Regions from separate parts of the Zea mays genome. Here region 1 is linked to region 2. Evidence: chromatin contacts called from public Hi-C data. All regions are on one chromosome and are shown on one strand. The core of a region is the stretch at or near the end of the contact, and the rest is flanking DNA. Distances in the headings are between cores, read along the strand shown.

Region 1 (6,874 bases), core at 516-3,015, 170 kb before region 2:
GGATATGATGGGGGCTATTAGTTAGAGCATCTCTAACAAAGTGTCTCAAAATAGTGCCCCAAAAACTAAAATACTATATCATTTAGAGTGTTTAGAGTACTAAAAACAAATTGAACTCGAAGAGTTAAGCCCTGAAGCATGTATTTAGGAAGCAAATTATATTATTAGGAAAGAAAGTTGATGGTAATGTAGAAATTAAGGATAGGGCACTAAATAATACGAGGTATAGTATATTTGAGTCACTCTATTATGTGTCCTATTTTTTTATAAAAAAATTATAAAATAAGACATTGTTGGAACTATTTTTTATGAGTTATGTCCTATATATTTCAATATATGGCACAAATTTAAGCCACTGTTGAAAATTAATGCTCTTACACGCAATATCATTTGTAGAGGCCCTACTTGACTGATCTACCTCCAAAGATATGTTTGTAGATGCGACTACTGTGTTAACGGCGCTGCCTATGTAAGTATGGTAGTACTGCCAAAAAAAATATATGTGAAGATTCTTTTGTAGAGACCACTCATGACAGAGGAGGCCAGGGCTTACTTTGAAGCCGCATGCTCTGGGAACCAAAGGTGCAGGGTGCTGATTGGGTCGCGTTTGGCCAAAACAGATATTGTAGCTACAGATCAAATGTCGAGTAACGAATATCATCGATCCTGTGTCACAGTGTCGTCTGTCCTCTCCCAGCTGAATGCCCGCCAACCATGTATGCATATGATGCCAGCTACGCATCGCACACCAAGCTCGCCATAGGACAAGCTCTAGGATGACGATGTGAACTCCAGGACCACGCGCATGCAGCGACAGATGACAATGGCTATTGGCTAGCCCTGGTCATCTAGCTAGCTAGATATATCAGCACAAAATATCTTTGCTCTGGCTGTCAAAGCAACCAGGAATATCAAACGACGATGTACGTACACAGATAATAACTGAATGCATGGCCCGCCTGGATGAGAGAAGAGATGAATCCTTCATATATATGGTCATCAGCAGCAGCGTGTGTCGTCAAAGAGAAGCTAATAAATACCTACCCGTGTCCCCGTGTCTCATCAGAGGCTAGCAAACGTACCAGTCGGGTGTGCTGACTCGCAGGTAGGGATGAAAGTGGTAATCCGAACTGTTAGAACAAATTTAATATTTTAAAATAGATATGTATAAAATTTGATGTTGATCTTTTCTTATGTTATCAAGCACATTAGTACAAATATGAATAAAATATTACATAAATTGTTTTATGTATTATTTGCTCCCTACAACACAAAAAGTTGAAAAAATTACCGAATTTGTTTCCGAATCCATACCGAAGTTTATATCTATTATTTGAGAAAATATAGGATGAATTTGAGGTTTACCTTTTATGAATCTTAACAAGCTGGATGTTAAAAACAAGAATACAAATTTGTATTATATATTATATATCACAATAAAAGAAAAACGACAAAAAAACTGATTACCGAATAAATACCGTTTCCGACCGTTTTCATCCCTAGTCGCAGGACAGCAGCGTGTATCTACATTATATATGTTGGAACAAGAGAAGAGATGGACGCGAATCCGTGAGAAAGTAAAAGTGAAAGTTACGTGCTACTGCTATTCGTTGAATAACAATAACACGGGCTTAATTAGCTGCTACCAACCCGGTGATACGGCCGAGGCCAAACCTGTAAGCAGCAAGACAGACAGCCATCCACGCGTCCAAAGCTGGTTGGCTCGGCCACGCTATAAATCCTACCCATGGCCACACCCCCGTCATCCACACACACACAACACAGCAGAGAGATTACTACGATCCAACAGTTCTAGAGCAAGAGAGAGGAAGACACACCGCAGAGTTAGCAGGCTAATAACTTGCAGGAGCAGCAGGAATGGCGGCGACGCGTCGCCTCTCTTGCTTTCTCCTCGCCGTGCTTCTGGCAGGAGTGGCCGCTGCCACCGCCTTCGACGAAGCGGCTGCTGCCGGCTTCGGGCTTGGCCACGGCGCGCGTTTCGCGCGCAAGCATGGACGTGCTGCCGCTGAGATGCCCCAGCCGGAGCCACAACCTAAAACTAAGCCGGAGCCCCATATGCAGCCACTGCCCCAGCCAGAACCTAAACCGAAACCTATGCCACATCCAGAGCCAAAGCCTGAACCTCAACCAAAGCCCAACCCTGAACCTCAACCAATGCCCAAGCCTCAACCAAAATCCAAACCAGAGCCATTGCCTACACCGAAGCCTGAACCTAAGCCCGAACCTAAGCCAGAGCCTAAGCCCGAACCTAAAATAAAACCAAAGCCAAAACCTGAACCAAAACCAGAGCCTAAGCCAGAGCATAAACCTGAGCCAAAGCCAGAGCCTAAACCCAAACCGAAACCAGAGCCAAAGCCAGAGCCACAACCAAAACCAGAGCCTAAGCCAGAGCCTAAACCCGAACCGAAACCGGAGCCAAAGCCAGAGCCCCAACCTAAGCCAGAGCCTAAGCCTGAGCCGAAACCAGAACCAAAGCCAGAGCCACAACCAAAGCCTGAGCCTAAACCAGAACCAAAACCAGAGCCAAAGCCAGAGCCTAAGCCCGAACCAAAACCAGAGCCAAAGCCTGAGCCTAAACCCGAACCAAGGCCAGAACCTAAGCCAGAGCCAAAGCCTGAGCCGAAACCGAAACCAGATCCAAAGCCAGAGCCACAACCAAAGCCAGAGCCTAAGCCAGAACCAAAACCAGAGCCAAAGCCAGAGCCTAAGCCCGAACCAAAACCAGAGCCAAAGCCTGAGCCTAAACCCGAACCAAGACCAGAACCAGAACCAAAGCCAGAGCCTAAACCTGAACCAAAACCGAAACCAGAACCGGAGCCACAACCAAAGCCAGAGCCTAAGCCTGATCCAAAACCAGAGCCTAAACCCGAACCAAAACCAGAGCCCCAACCAAAACCAGAACCTAAGCCCGAACCAAAACCACAGCCAGAACCTAAGCCCGAGCCCAAACCAAAGCCTGACCCTCCACACATCCCACCAGCAGCTATCAACTGAGGAAGTGGCTATTAACAATTATTGTAGTGTTTAAATAAAATGCCATGTTGCAGCGTGCTTTTGTAGGTGCTGCTACTTGTTGTATCTATCCTATCTTTTCTTTGTCATTTTTTGTATGTTATGCTATTATATGATCTTAGTGCAGTTTAGCTTGTTCCGTGTATACACGCATTTATGCACTCAGTGGGTTTTTGTTATATGTTGGTTGTTATGTATATATGTTCGCTGTTTCGAGCAGCTAACTAACAGAAACCATTGTTTTAATACACAAAAGATGATTAAATACATAATTCATTCGGCCTTATTATTGTGCACAAAAGCAAAAAGGGTAAAAAAAGGAACAAATGAAACGTGCCATTCATAGTTTAGTATGTTGATTTTATATGCATCTATGCACTCGTGAAATTTTGCTATATATTCGTTGTTATGTATGTTAGCTGTTTTGCCGGCAGCTGGCTGGGTCCTCTCACTGTTGCAGTACGCCACATTTGATTAAATACAAATATCCTTCTTCTAGTACACAAAAGCAAACATGTGAAAAAGAAACAAAAAGAAACGTGTGATCCATAAAGAGCATGGACCCACTGCAGTCCTTTCTTTTCTCTCTCTGTGCTACATTTTCATAAAGTCAGTGTCACTAGTCTATGAATTTGACTTTTCACATTCAAAACATGACCCATACACTTATTCTCAACGTTTAGAAACATTGATTCAACACAAATGCGGGCCGGGATAGAAATATCCGTGGTGGTTCAAGATGATGCTCATTTTTCTTCTATCGATCAGCTTGGTTTCACTAATAATGCAATCGGAGATTACAAATTGGATAGATCAACACTTTGCCACATATTTTGCTTTGTTTTCATATATGTCGGCTACGTGAGAACAGGGTACCCAACTAAGGCCCAAAGGTCTCCCAAAGACGGCCCACTAACTTATCGGCCCGCCTGCCAAGCAGCTCAGCGCGAAGGTCCAAAAGGCCTACCGGTGACGGTCCGTCAAACCGGCCGGCCCGCTCGCCGAATAAATACTGCCGAGCAACCTAGCGAGACGGTACTGTCGACCAACCTGCCTGCCGAGCAACCTAGTGAGGCGGGACTGCCGATCAACCTGTCCACCGAGCAACCCAGCGTGGCAGGGCTACCGACCAACCTGCCCGCCGAGCAACCCAGCAAGACGACAGTCGGCTCTCAAGCGAACACATCTACAAAAAGGAAGAGTCGACCTAATACTATCGAGTCACGTCGGCACGATGGGACATCACAGGGCCATGCCCAGACCGTGGAAGCGGTATCGAAAGCCTTACACTTCACATGAGCCCCCAGCGTAAGTGAGCTCATGCACATTATTCCCCACAACTTGTTGAGCGATGAACGTATGTGAGCTCACCTTTGCTATACTCACATCCCCCAGGTCAAAGACAGGTACCACAAGATAAGGTGCATGATGGATGCCATGGTGAGTTCATGAGAGATCTAGGCTGTGGTCTTCCAGTCAACTATGGTTGCTGGATCGTTGTCTTCATATGATATAATCATTTAGTTTTTTGTACAGAACTCCTATTGTATAGTAAAGATGTGACATTCATTTTTGTACCATGAGTCACCATATGTGTGAGACTTGATCCTAGCACACATTTGATTCACACTCAGATTTGGCCCCTAAATTCAGGCGTTACAGGTGATAAGGTCGTCTTAGCAGCCGCAGGCACCCAATTGCCCTCCAACACCCGCTTAAAGGAACAACCAGCCTCAACAGCAACCACAACAGTATCGCCAATGAAATGGAAACAAGTGCTACACTTGCGACAACACTGACCATTATGCCAAAGATTGCCCTCAGAATCAACTAAGACCAGGACCAATTGCAGCTCTGAGCAAGGGCCAGAAGCAGAGAGTCCAAGTCAAGCAGGGAAGGTTGAACTTCACTACTCTAGAGGACCTGCCACAAGGAGCACTCGTTAGGATCGACACTTTTTCAGTCCTTAATCAGCCTACAATAATTCTATTTGACTCTGGTGCATCGCATAGTTTCATTAGCGCAAAATTCAGTGGCAAATGCCAATTGCCTTTCTATCATACCAAGGGGCCTATATGATAGCAACGCCAAGGGACAAGGTTGCGACCTATAAGCTAAACCATTATGTACCTATCCACCTTGGAAGTAAATATATCAAAACCACCCTCTTGATTTTGGTCTTGGAAAGTGTAGACACCATCTTGTGGACTAATTGGATGACCCAGCACAACGTCGTGATAGATGTCACAAACCGTGCCATTGAAATCCAATTCCCAACTTGTGGAGAGCTCACCTTGTACTTGCCTAGTCAAGGGAGTACACAGACATGTGTTTTTTCCATGATAGAACTACACTTGGAGAAAGTTCCAATGGTCTATGAATATGTCGATGTTTTCCCATATGAGTTGCCTGGAATGCCACCCAACCGAGACATAGAGTTTGCATAGAATTGCAACCAGGTACCACACCTATCTCTAAGAGACCCTACAGAATGCCACCAACCGAACTAGCATAATTTAAGAAACAATTGCAAGAATTGCTGGTTAAAGATTTCATCCGCCCAAGTACTTTACCTAGGGGATGTCTAACCTTGTTCGTGAAGAAGATGGATGAAAGTCTAAGGCTCGACATAGATTACTGCCCTCTTAATGCGGTAACTATTAAGAACAAGTATCCTTTGCCTTGCATTAATGTTCTTTTTGAACAATTTGTTGGAGCCAAAGTGTTTTCCATGATAGACCTTCGCTCCGGCTATCATCAAATTAAGATCTAGACAAGTGAATCCCGAAGACGACTTTCTCAACCAGATATGGGCTTTATGAGTATCTGGCAATAATGTTTGGACTGACCTATGCACCAGCATATTTCATGTACTTTATGAACTCAGTATCCATTCTTGAGTTGGACAAGTTTGTGGTGGTTTTCATCGATGATATCTTGGTATACTCAAAGAATTAAGCCAAACACACCATGCACCTACACATCGTGCTTTAGCGTCTGCGAGACCATCATTTGTATGCCAAATTCTCTAAATGTGATTTCTGGCTAAAGGAGATCAAGTTCTTAGGTCATACTGTATAATTCCATTATTATATCTTGAATGGTTAAAGTCTTAGAAATCACATCTTTAGGGTTTACACATGATCAGTAACATTTGTCACTACATGTCCGCTCTGTGGAAGATGTTGTGTCTCATGAATGAACTAAAATCTGTCGTCGATGTTTGCCGGGTTTCCAATTGTATAAGGCAGAGATCTACCATCTCCATGCTTTGTCCAAATAATGTAATCCTTCATAAATCATCGACATACCAGATGAGATATGGTTTGTTCTTTGTCGTCAAATACAACTACATTTTTGTAGTCCATGCATGGAAATATATGTGCTATGTCTTCTGCAGCATTGGTTCGTAGCAACAATAATAAACCTATGGACCTCAGATATGTATGATGGATCTAGCCTTGATAAGTTATACATCTAGGGACTCCTCTCCATCATCACCTGTAAAAAAGTAACATAAACACAAAAGAACACAAATTGGAAAGAAAAACATAAACCATCTTTTTCTAACAACTAAATATATCTTGGATAAATAAAAATTGGCAAAAGAAACATAAACCAACCTTTCTTAGCAACCTTCTTCCGAAAACTAAAGATCAAAACCTCCCCTTGTATTTTGTGAGCTACAGTTCTTGTCGAGAAGGGTGAAGAGGTGTAATACCCAACTTTTGTAATATAAAAGAAAGGGAATAAATCTTTATGTGCATTGCCTTCTATTTCATGAGAATCATTAATGGGCATATTTAAAGTGACTAATTTTTCCAATAAAACATAAATGACT
Region 2 (7,039 bases), core at 2,697-5,196:
CCGGTCTCAGCGTTATTATTTTCAACCTAAAGTTTGGTACCTGGCAGAGGTACATCTTTTCCAAGGTTGAACCCATCACGACCATGATGGATCCACCATAAAGTTTTATTTTGAAAACATCCCACCCACTTGAAGCATCATCTTTTGTCAAAACAAAACATTTTGTTTTTCTAGAGAAAAGCTAAGCATGATTTTTTTTATAAAACAGGTGATGAAGGAAGGGTAATCAATCTTCCAAGGAAGGAAATGCAGCAAGTGTTTAGCACACAACTCCTATAACCTAATGCATCAAGCACGTGAGAAAGATTTTAAAATAGCAAGGAGGTGGCAAATGCACTGGGGCTTGCCTGGGTAACACTAGGTTAGTGTTGTTAGACGACGTCCACTTGACGATCATCCTTGTCCTAGCACTTAATCAGGCAGGTTCGTCCATCAGCATCACCATGCAGAGTAGCCCGCGCTTGGGGTCGACTTGGTTCGTCTTCCGCACCACGCGATTAATTAACGTACCTGAATGAAATGCATTATGCACATGAATGCATATAGACAGAAATATTTCAAACCTAAATAGTGCTACGCGATAGCGAATTAAACCCTTACAGGCGAGATGCATTTCAACATTCATGATAATATTATCGACATATTAATAAATACAACAAACACCCTCTCTATCTTAACCAGACTTAACTCAAACATCAAGGAATATTAAATCATGATATTTAATCGACTACTACATATAGGATAAAAAGACGACTAAGATAGGCTATCGACTTCACTATATAAATACAATTAGTACAATCAACAATATTAGGACTTAACAGCTAATCGCTTCGAATACAAAACTATACTTCACGATATTAATTAAACTACACACTATATATACGAAGCAGTTTAACCAATATCTAACACCGCCACTATGGGTACACGGCAAACAAGATAATCAAATCAACGTACTTAGCCAATCCATCTAATGACTCTGCTAATAGAGGTAGCGAATATAATTCACTAATACTCAACTCGACCATCTCATCGAACAACCGAGAAGCATCGCGCTGGCTTTGGCTTCAGCATCAAATCTCCCTCCATGATTGCACATAAAAACACACAAAGGAAACAAAAATAGTGCTAATAACACAGATCGCCATCAAAATTAATTACCATTGTTAAAATTGAATGCGACACAAATAAGATCAATCACAGAGAAGACACGGATTTAACGTGGAAAACCCCTCTGAAGTGAAGGGGAAAAAACAACGGGCGCCGACCGGCAACTTCTCACTATTTTCGGGTGGTTACAGATCGCAGGAGATTTACAATTGAGACAGCTATCTCCTGCGGCTTACAAAGATATTTATAGAGGTGAAACCCTAAAACGATCCGTACCGCTGCGCTCCGGCCCAAGCCTCCCGGCGACGGGCCTCCGCTTCGCTCGCCAACTTGGCCGCCTTCTTCAGAATTTGGATCACAAACTCAACAAACTCCACCTTGAGACAAATTCCTTGTAGCATCATAATAACAAACTCCACCTTAAACAAATGCATCATCATCTTGCCGGCGCCAACAGCCACTAAGGGCTAATTTATAATACCAACTAAGTTTGAGCATAGCTCAAACTTAGCAACAGAAACATGCTTCGTCATCATATCAGCTGGATTATTATCAGTACTGATCTTGCATACCTTTACCAACCCTTTTTCAATGATATCACGAATGAAGTGATAGCGAATATCAATATGTTTGGATTTCTCAGTAATCATCTGATCTTTGGTGAGATGAATGGCACTCTGGCTATCACAATAGATGGTAATGCAAGACTTAATTCCACATAGTTCTGAATATATACCTTTCAACCATAAGGCTTCCTTAGTAACTTCTGCAATTGCCATATACTCAGCTTCTGTGGTAGACAAAGCAACAGTATCCTGTAAACGAGCTTTCCAACTCACAGCACAATCTCCAATAGTAAAAACATAACCTGAAAGAGATCTCCTCCTGTCTAAATCACCACCATAATCTGAATCAACATAGCCAATCAGACCATCTCCAGATTTACCAAAACATAAACAAGCACTAGAAGAACCACGTAGATATCTGAAAATCCACTGAACAGCTTTCCAATGCTCTTTACCAGGATTAGACATGTATCTAGCAACAACGCTCATAGCATGAGACAAATCAGGACGAGAACAAACCATAGCATACATGAGTGACCCAACAGCACTAGAGTATGGAACTTTTGACATATATTCAAGCTCAGCATCAGTTTCAGCACACTGTTTAGTAGACAGTTTAAAATGAGGAGCTAACGGAGTACTCACAGGTTTAGTATTTTGCATGTTGAAACGACGAAGGACCTTCTCAATATAATTCTTCTGGCTCAAGTACAGCAGTCCAGACTTCCTATCCCTGACTATCTCTATGCCAAGAATTTTCTTTGCAGCACCCAGATCCTTCATATCAAATTCGCTACTAAGCTGTGCCTTTAAAGCAGTGATTTCCTTCATGCTCTTGGCAGCAATCAACATATCATCAACATATAGCAGCAAATATGTAGGTGATCCATTAACAAATTTTAGATAAACACAACTATCATATTGAGACCTCTGAAAGCCTTAGAAAGCATAAATGAATCAAACCTCCCGGCGACGGGCCTCCGCTTCGCTCGCCAACTTGGCCGCCTTCTTCAGAATTTGGATCACAAACTCAACAACCATGAAGCTACGTGAACTTGTGAAGATCTCCCGCTATACGCAGATCATCATCAGCGCGTCATGACGAACTCCAAACACCACGACGGCGATGACGCAGAGTGCAGAGACACGATATACGGATTTGAAGCTACTGGTCACGGTGAAGTTAAAGCTGGACGAGGAGTCGATGGCGTTGCGGCATGAAGGTGAAGCCGAGGGCGAGTGGTCGGACCACCATCAAGCTGCGCGAGCTGAGGGGCGCGACGATCCTCAGAGAACCTCCCAAAAGATGGAAGGGACACGGATGGCGATGTCGTGGATGTGGACACGATTGCCAGACCCCACGCGAGGACAAAAGAAACCAAAGCGACAACAGTGTAGTGACTTCGACGCTAAGCACCAGATCTCGGCGAACGCAACCATGGACGCATGCTGCCGCTTGGGATCGAGCTGGGCGAGTTCGACGGCCACGGCGAGCGCGGAGGCGAGCCAGGGAGCAGGAGCAGGGAGAAACGCCGGCGAGCCGCAGCAGGGACCAAGCGGAAGGAGCAGCTCGGCTGGGCAGCGGCCCGCATCCACGACGAGCAAGCAACAAATCGCGCGGTAGGACTGAGCGCCGGCAAGGAAGACACGATGGCCAGGGAGCTCAGCAAACTTGAAGCAGCGTGCTGACCAGGGAGCGGCAGCCGGCCAGCAGAGTAGCGGCGCAGGGAGATGGAGCTCGAAGCCGAGCTCGAGGACGCGGCTGCGCGCAGACAGTGGGGCCAGCGCGAGATGGGGGGCGACTATCGCGCGCAGGAGAAATAGAAGCCGAGCGCAAGAGAGAGAGGAAAGCAGCTGGGCGCCATGGGAGGTGTGAAGCTCAGAAGGAGAGAGCGCTCGTCCATGGAATAGACCTTGGCTGGGCGCGGCTGGAAGAAGAGCGCGCGACGCAGGGAGCCGGGGACGCACGTGGGAGCAGGGGCTGGGGCGCGCCAGAGGAAAAACCGGCGAGCAGGGAGAGCGCGCCGTGGGGAAGAGCCGCTCGGCTGGGCGTGCTCCCGCGGGAGAAATAGAGGTCGAGTGACTGGGAGAGAGAGGACCAAGGCATGGGGAGGGAGATGGGCGGCCGAGCGGCCGAGCGCTGCGGGGAGGAGATAAGCTCCGGGATGGCCTTGCGATAAGAAGCTCTAGGGTGCGCCGCAGGGGAAGAAGACGATGTGCAGAGAAGATAAGACGAGGGAGAGAAACGCGCGTGCTGGAAAAAAAATTCAAGACCGCGGCAGGATTTTTGAAGAAGGGCGGCGCTGTAGAAAAAAATCAACAGGGCTAGGGGCGGCAGTAGGGATAGAATTTAGAAGATATTTTCTTTTTTATTATTTCTTTAAAGAATTTCGTAGATATTTTTTTGGATCGAGATTTTTTGCGATAACAAAAGGGTCCACGGTACTTGCGACATAGTTTGATTCGATTCGAAATCTGATAAATTTATCTGTGGTCAGAACATCTGATTCCATGGTTACGGGCAATTTGTGTGATAATCGGATCTCAATTATAATTCCTTGATTTTCAACCTCGCGCACGATTTCTCTCAGACACTCCGTGATTCAAATTATTTTACCCTGAACATTTTAGTCGTCGAGTTCAAACTAATTTGCCCGGGATAAAATCGTAGGAGTAGGTAAAGCTTCCAAATTCGTATTCGTGCGAGCGATGTATTTTAAATAATCACCGGACGCACCGATTTTTGTAACAACTATGTTCCGAACAACATGAAAATTTCGGAAGAGCCCGGATAGCTAAAAATGATGTCGAACTCACAGCAGATGAAACAGATGCGATATGAAAATCACGATAGGCGAAGATGATTAGACCTTAGTATCCATCTTATTTACTGATATCAAGTGCTTAAATCCGTACTTGCTGTCCAGCAGAATATAAACACCTGGGGTGTTACAGATTACTCACATGCTTCAGGTACTGCGCAACTGAGCCAGCCATGTCCCTAGCGGCGATGGCCGAAGCAATTTCGTCGCTGGCGCAAAACCTGGACCACAGGTCTTGCGAAGACCCCTTCGCCCTAGTCGCCATGGCCACCGACCCAGCCGTCGTCGGTGCTGGGACAACAGCCAGTTGCCCAGACTCCGACCCTGCACCATGGTCACGTCAGAAACCCCAACCCCATTCAAAAAAAAACACACCGACAGGTCCCCGCCCTGTGTGGGCGTCGAAAATCGCGAACCCGGTCACAAGGTAGTCCTCCACGAAAATATCCATGGAGACTTCGGCCCCACCCACCGCCGTCTCAGCAGCACGCGGTGGCGACGGAGGCCTTCGCTCCCGTGTGGGCATGGTAGGGAGCGGCATACTAGCATCGGGCGCACCAGGCGGAGGCTTGCTGGAGCCGAGGGCGGCAGGCTTCGCGCTCGCCCGCGCCATTTTGACCTCACGGCGCGGGTCCCCGACCCTCACAAATGCCCGATGTTTCCACGGCGCGTCTTGACGATCCTTCTCCATCACTGTCGATACAACAGCAGCAACATTCCATTCGTAAGGGAAAATTTTCATCTCACGAGCTAATTGAGATGTAAACATGTCCTCGTCGGCCGCCCGGGGAATCGGAACATTCCTAGGCCAGATGTAACACCCCTGGTGTTACTGTCACTAAAACTTGAGCATAACATCATAAGCATTAGCATTTCATATGTTTGATACACCTATAGTGCATTCACTAGGCAAAAATTTCAAACAAGTTGTATTGATATGGCATTTTGCAAATAAGACCCTAGTGTAGGGTACTTAACCTTAAATAGGGTTCTTAAGGGTAAACAAGAGCCAAATAGAGAAAACCCTAAAGTTTAAGTGAAATAGTCATAAAATGTTCTTAAGAATGGACCTACATTACATTCACACCCCTGAGATATCAAAAATCCTAATTGGAACCTTGGAAAACCCTAAACCTAAACCCTAGGGGGCTAAGTGCTAAATTAGTGCACTTTTGGACTAAAGTGCAAAAACCATGATGTTAAAGTATCTTAAGTCATATGGTCCCCAATCATGAGGGTTTGCAATCCAAAACTTGAGATTTGGACTTAATTGCAAAAGAGCCACACTTGAACTCTTTGGATTAAGTCTGAATTTCATTGTAATGAACTCATCTTTGGGGCCATGTAACTTCCAAATTCTAAGGTTTTTGCCCTAGGTCACCACATCAATATTATAGACCTATTAAAGGAGAATAACTTTGCTTAAGGGAGTAAGCATTGTTGTTATGAAGAATTTAAAGATAAGTGAGCCTGAAGTTGGGCTGTCAGGCTGTTTAATGTCTGAAATTCAGACTGACAGTGCAACTGCAGTGACTTTGGGCATGAATTCAAACATGATCGAGCAAGAATTTGCTTAGGATTGCTATAACAATATTGTAGCTGGATCTTAGAGCTATAACTTTGCTAAAGGGTGATGATCATGTTACTACATAAAATTGAGAGAAAATTCGCCCTAAACTTTGGCTGTCAGGTGCACTGAATGATCCTCGCCATGGTACAGTGCCCCGGGAGGATAAGGTTCAGAACCTCGCCGCCGATGATCTCTCCGACGCGATTCGTGCCGCCGGCATCTCGATTCGTGCCCAGGGTAAATGGATAACGTCGCGGGGTAGAAAAATCATCACCGTCGTTGAGCTAGACACCAATCCGGCTAGCCGCCACACTTTTCCCTTTTTCTCATCGTCGATCAAATGAGATCTCACCGCCGTTGAGTCATCCCTGCCATCCGCCGCGTGTCCAAATGCTTTACCACGTTGCGGCTAACCGTGCTATGCATGTCCGGTGATCACCGGAGGAGCCGCCACGGTGAAAGCCACCTGTTTTGTTGCGCTAGTACTCTTTCTGCCCTCCGGCTGCCAGCACTGCTCGGCCAAATTGAGCACCACCGCTTAAGCCCTCTATAAATTGATGGCCGGGTCAGCTGCACTATGTCATTGTCACACCCGGGTTTCGGGGCACCAAGACCCGGGCACGAACATAAACACCAGGTGTGCTGGGACCAAGTCTCACACATATGATGCATAGTGGCACATGATCGAATGTCACATCTTTACTATATATAACATGAGTTCTGTACAAAAATAATTAAATAATTACATCATATGAGGAAACGATCCAGCAACCCAAAGTTGACTGGGAGACGACGCCCTAGATTTCTCACGAACACGCCACAGCATCCTCCAAGCGCCTCATCCTGCGGTACCTGTTCTTGACCTGTGGGGGGGTGTGAGACAGCAAGAGTGAGCTCACATACGTTCATCGCTCAACAAGTTGTGGGGAATAATGTGCATGAACTCGCCAAAGGTGGGAGCTCACGTGAAGTGT

The links. Hi-C and Micro-C count contacts between places; a contact is called where the count stands out from the background.
Region 1: a Hi-C map of leaf shows a contact between it and region 2, with 2.8 times the contacts expected there. The contact joins the promoter of LOC542467 here to the enhancer-like site in region 2. A contact is called at or near these places in 2 of 25 Hi-C or Micro-C datasets (both in leaf).

The regions. Positions count from the first base shown.
Region 1 is chr10:37,512,126-37,518,999 of Zm-B73-REFERENCE-NAM-5.0, reverse strand. LOC542467 (proline rich cell wall protein 1) reads left to right here and starts at 1,765. Exons shown (of 1, transcript NM_001112022.2): 1 at 1,765-3,302. The coding sequence starts at 1,879. The coding sequence ends at 3,015.
Region 2 is chr10:37,342,483-37,349,521 of Zm-B73-REFERENCE-NAM-5.0, reverse strand. No RefSeq gene overlaps it. Among protein-coding and RNA genes, the nearest start is that of LOC542467, 170 kb to the left of the region's middle. Within about 2 kb of position 3,946, at least 4 of the 20 cell types and tissues checked have an H3K27ac peak or open chromatin away from gene starts, as enhancers often do. A contact at or near this core is called in leaf, where this site is marked.